Linked DNA regions of Danio rerio: region 1 is linked to region 2. The links are chromatin contacts, called in public Micro-C maps. All regions are on one chromosome and are shown on one strand. Each heading gives the region's core, a stretch centred on a gene start, on an enhancer-like site or on the middle of the called end of the contact. The rest is flanking DNA. Distances are from core to core; before and after follow the strand shown.

Region 1 (2,971 bases), core at 410-2,909, 150 kb before region 2:
TATGCAGCATTTACACCAACACCATTTAGGTTTGCTGCAAGGGATGACTTTAGAATTACTTTGTTAACAAGAAAAAGGCTCACAGATACGAGAATTACTTTGTAAGAAGGTAGTGGCTTTATGATTATACATAACATTCTGATGATATTACAATATAATAACAGATGTAGTGTGGAACGTGCAATTATGACTTAGCACTGGACTATATTTTTTTAAACCTAATTTGTAGGAAGCTCATTTTTTTTACTTTTAGTTTTTTTCTTGATGCATGTTTAATGACTTAGCCCATTTCTTTTCATCTGAAGATTGACATCTGCCTGTTTAGAATTGCCGGTTTAATTGCAGTCAGCGCAGGGTACCACTAATGTCGACTTTCTCTTTTCTCATTTGCCTCAAGAGTCTATTTTCTCTCTGTAGTTGGAAGTAATGAAATAATACAGTGACGTTTGAATTGGTGTGACCACTCAGACGGCTCTTCGGTTCCCTAAATACAATTATGCAGTAAGTATGATGCTTGGTGATAGACAAAACAGCAGGAGCTCATGAATATGCATGAAATGTCTTGGAATATAAATTAACAGGGCCTGGCCTCTCAGCTGACCCACTTAGGCTGTCAATTACCATTCTGACAGGATGTCTGTAATAGGAAAAAAACACAATTATTCTTAGCATTCACCATTTACAAATTTACCTGCACATATGGGATCATTTAAATATCCTCAAACTGGCATAAGGAATGACTTTGGTGAGTGAACTCTACATTTGAATGAGATACAAATACAACTGAGGTGAGAAAACTTTAAAAAGTAGGTTTCCTGACAAGAATATTATAAATTGACAAGGGAGTGGGTAAGTAACAGAGTTCCCCTAAAGTTGTCACTGCTAATGCAAAGGCTGATTTTAGAATAGCATACTGTGAGCACTCAAGTTTAACTTTTACTGGGATTGAAACCGGCATCTGTAGCATGGGAGGTGGACTGGCAGAAGAGACCTGTAAATACTGCAGCCTCCAGCATCAGTTGCCTCTTGAGGTCAGAGAAGGGAGGTTTACTTGTCCAGCTCTTACCAGCTGCCCTCTGTTACACTCACCTGCCTAATCCTTACTCACATCCGATTCATGTCAAAAATCTAACTTCGATTCTACATGTTCGACCTCGAGTGACGTCTATGGGATGGAAGTAAGGCTGTTAAAAACTACAGTCTTGCAGCAGTGCATGTCTAATCCACATCTTGAGGCCAATGGAGTGAAGTTTACTCACATAACTCTCACTAACTGGCTTGCGTTATGCAACTACTTGTTTAGAAAGTGGCTTATAATTTATTCACATTACTCAAGTAAAATGTGTTGCAAAGGGAAATTCAGGATGAATTAAAATGAATAATGTACAATTAAACCTTGGATACATAATATCAGCAAACCAGTGCAATGTTTAAGAAAACAAATCCTGGACTATTAAACTAAAAGAACATTCTAGAAAAGTCAACAACAATGCAGCGTAGATTGAACTTGGTGACTGTCTCTTTACAATGCAAATGATTACAGTGCTGTGTGGGTAAAGGAGAGCAGACTATTCAGATGTCTGCTACATTATCAGCACTCATTGTTGGTATTCTGTGTGGTTATGTGTTTAGGTGGGTGGAGAAGAAACACAACACAAGCCTCTATGTCTCTGTTTGTCATGCTTCAAATATGTGCGCACATGCATGTGCTTATATTTTGGTGAGTCAGTGCTGCTTGGTTGATGGACTACGTTTTTTCTTCTTTCTTTTCCGTGTGACACGGCCTGGCAGAGAACCAAATGAACTTTGACACTGTGGTTTTCTTCAAATGCAAAGCAGTTAGTCTTCAAAAGGAGAAAGCGAAAAGCAGTCTTGGCTTATATCCAAGGGTTGGGCACCATGCGTGCCAGTTTAAGCTTCTTGGATTAGGTGACCTAGGTGTATAAATGGGTTTTTGTGCCCTAGGCTATAAAAATGTAGACCAGGTAAGAACCAGTGATGAATAATACAGGTGCCTGTTAAATTTTCCGAAATAGTGTTTTGCCAGGTGCAGAGAAGCTGATGGAGTTTCAAATGAAAGTTTAGGAAGACTGTGTCACATAATCCTGCCAATCACAACAGAACAAGACTAAAATAACAGCTGTTTAACTTACCTCACTCTGACAATTCTCCGCTAATTTGCATTGGGTAAGAAGAAGCACCTGCGTTTATTAATATCTATAACTGGTGATGAAAATATGTACACCATCCGAACCTAAACAGGTCTACACTTGATATCCCAGAAGGAGCTTTTCACATGTATATAACTTCACAATCTGGCAGCAAACACAAGTGAGGAAAATCAATAACCATCTGAGACTCTTGAGGACCTGCTCAATGCCCAGTCCCACAAACCTATCAAATCATTGCAATCTTGTTCTCTGCCTAGTGACAACCATCCCTCCCACCTTACCCCCCATCCCGTCCCCTCCTTCGGCCTTGCCGGGACTCTGTTAGCATTGTTAATGGGCATTGTTGCTGAATGAGGACCTCTGCTCCTCTCTCTACATCACAGCTCACAGCCCTGGCAGATGGATGGGCCTGACCTCGCTATCAGCTGGTCCCAGACACAAAGTCCGAGAGTGGCGTAACAAAGTAGGAGGAATGATGCCTCTGTCGGGAGACCGAGAGAAAGCCAGGCTCCCATAATGAAGTCAGGGTCCATTGTGGAAAGTTGGGGATAGGAGCATGGAGACTGCGGGGAGTGAAGGGGTCCATGCAACACAGTGCTTCCAGCTATGAGAAGAGGGAGGAGGGGATGCAGACCCACTTATACCCCCTGCCCTGTGATGAATGGCAGTAGTCGCTGAAAGTGAAATGCACTGGTGTGCCTTGGCAAAGACTGAAGGAGAAGGAGTCTGCCTGGAAACTGGGAGACAAACTCAGCAACTGCCCTTGAGTGTGCCAGAGTCAAATCTACAGCATGCTATTT
Region 2 (2,733 bases), core at 144-2,643:
ATATTAAACATATTTATTTCACCTCACAGCAAGAAGGTCACTAGTTCGAGCCAGCCAGTTGGCATTTCTGAGTGGAGTTTGCATGTTCTCCCTGCGTTCGCGTGGGTTTCCTCCGGGTGCTCCGGTTTCCCCCACAAGTCCAAAGACATGTGGTATAGGTGAACTGGGTAAGCTAAAATTGTCCATGGTGTATGTTTGTAAATGAGTGTATGAGTGTTCCCGGTGATGGGTTGCAGCTGGAAGGGTATCCGCTGCATAAAATATATGCTGAATAAGTTAGCGGTTCATTCCGCTGTGGAGTCCCCAGATTAATAAAGGGACTAAGCCGGAAAGAAATTGAATGAATCAATGAAATTTAATACATTTCAAATAAGTAACATGAGTCCATGTATAATTATATATATATATATATATATATATATATATATATATATATATATATATATATATATATATATATATATATATTTAAGGGTGTTTTGACTATGTTTTATTTTGGAAAAATACATAATTGAAACAATATTTCACCCGACTTAAAAAAAAAAAGTCCATATAATGTGAGATTACATATATTAATCTAATCTATTTGTGGCCTTGATAAACTTTCTGGTTTGATGTGTAATAGTATATATTGGATTATTTATAAACAGGTGTTGATTTAATTATTATTATTTTTTTTTTACAGTCCATCACACTCTATAACACAGGATAACATAAAGTTGTGCTTTTGTCATGATAATGGCAACAGTATACCAAATAAGTAAACACCATACACCATATAAATATTGTGAGACACTATAATAACACTATAACAACAAGCCCTTGTAATTTACATTAACATTCTTAATTTTGTTCAGCTAAATAAAGAGACGAAATGCTACTTCTAATCTAGAATGATTGTATTTTTTTTTTATTAAAAAGCTTTTCTTCCTATAAACCATCCCAGAAGACAGAATATTTCCCCCAATTGAAGAATCACCCATATCTGAACACAGGAACAGTGTCCAAGCGCCACCTTCAGTTTTTTTTCCTTTATGAGAGAGAAAGAGAGAAAGTCGGGGTGGTGAGAGAGACAGTTTCAACGCACAAATGTTTTCATAACATACGACTCTCTCCTTTAGTCTAACGGATCCTGCAACATTCATAGCGCGCGGTTTGTTTGTTTAGTTTGTCTTGTTTATCTGTTGACGCTAGCACTGAAGTTCAGTTTGTCTGGCGGCGCGCGTGGCTCCAGACGGGAGCGCGTAAAGGGTTAAAGCGCGCTGCTTGGAGTCTATAGGGCGGAGTGGAGTGGATGTGATTGGAGCGCTACACATGATGTCATGTACATGAAAAAGCCAAGAAGTAGTTAAGAAGGCGGCTTGTAACTCTGGAAAGAGTGGGTGAACCTCTGAGTCGCAGAGAGCAGACGTACACACGGGTTGATATTTTGGACTGACAACGCACGGCAACGGCACCATGGTGCAGCAAACGGACAACAGCGAAACGGACAGCATGTCTAGAGAAGCCACTGACTCTGATGAAAGCGAATTCATGGTCTCGATAAACCCAGACTGGTGCAAGACAGCCACCGGACACATAAAGCGACCGATGAACGCGTTCATGGTGTGGTCTAAAATCGAGCGGAGAAAGATCATGGAACAGTCTCCAGACATGCACAACGCCGAGATCTCCAAACGCTTGGGGAAGCGCTGGAAAATGCTGAAAGACAGCGAAAAGATACCTTTCATCAGGGAAGCCGAGAGACTCCGGTTGAAACACATGGCTGACTACCCCGACTACAAATACAGACCGAAGAAGAAACCAAAGCTGGACAGTTCATCCAAACCTTCAGCCCCGTCTCCGGAAAAGTGCAGCAAGACTTCCAAGAGCTCCAAGAAATGTCCCAAACTGAAAGCGAACAAGACGGGGAGCAAGTCGTCGTCTCACGGCTACGGAGACGAGTACGCGTTCAAGAGCACGAAAGTTTCAAAGACTGTTCACATTAAAAGTGAATTCACGGACGAAGACGACGATGACGACTCCGAGGAGGACTCTCGGGTCAGGGTGAAAGAGGAGGAAGAGGATCCGATACGAGCCTACAATGTAGCAAAAGTTCCCGCCAGCCCAACTTTGAGCTCGTCCACCGAGTCTGAAGGCGCCAGCATGTACGAGGAGGTCCGGAACAACAGACTCTATTACAACTTCAAAAACATCACCAAGCAGAGCACAATGTATCCCGCATCCGTCTCACCAGCATCCTCTAGGTCCGTTTCCACGTCTTCCAGCTCGAGCGAAGACGCGGACGACTTGCTTTTTGACTTCAGTTTGAACTTCGCCTCCTCCGCGCAAAGCTCGGAGCTGGGCAGCCAAAATCCAGGGAATCTCTCCCTCTCTCTGGTGGATAAGGAGTTGGAGTCTTTTAGCGAGGGCAGCCTGGGCTCCCACTTTGAATTTCCAGACTATTGCACGCCTGAGCTCAGCGAAATGATAGCTGGGGACTGGCTCGAAGCGAACTTTTCGGACTTGGTTTTTACATACTAAATAAGACTATTCCCAAGTAATAACACACACGGGAGAGAGGTATAATGCTCTGTTCTGTACGTATTTCTTTCCCCTGCCTTCCACTGCTGGTCCACCTATAGGGGTTTTGGGACGAAGGCGCGTATGGCAAGCTGTTTAAACGTTTATTTCTAGAAACTACTTTGTGTCTATCAGTACATTTTTTAAACTGCAAGTAATTCAGATGTGAAT

The links. A called contact is a pair of places that touch in the nucleus more often than the background predicts.
Region 1: a Micro-C map of caudal fin shows a contact between it and region 2, with 3 times the contacts expected there. The contact joins the enhancer-like site here to the promoter of sox11a in region 2. A contact is called at or near these places in 1 of 18 Hi-C or Micro-C datasets (caudal fin) and 2 of 4 datasets of contacts at active chromatin or transcription factors (embryo and gastrula embryo).

The regions. Positions count from the first base shown.
Region 1 is chr17:37,760,854-37,763,824 of GRCz12tu, reverse strand. No RefSeq gene overlaps it. Among named protein-coding and RNA genes, the nearest start is that of sox11a, 150 kb to the right of the region's middle. Within about 2 kb of position 1,659, at least 16 of the 62 cell types and tissues checked have an H3K27ac peak or open chromatin away from gene starts, as enhancers often do. A contact at or near this core is called in caudal fin, where this site is marked.
Region 2 is chr17:37,610,044-37,612,776 of GRCz12tu, reverse strand. sox11a (SRY-box transcription factor 11a) reads left to right here and starts at 1,393. Exons shown (of 1, transcript NM_131336.1): 1 at 1,393-2,733. The coding sequence starts at 1,459. The coding sequence ends at 2,523.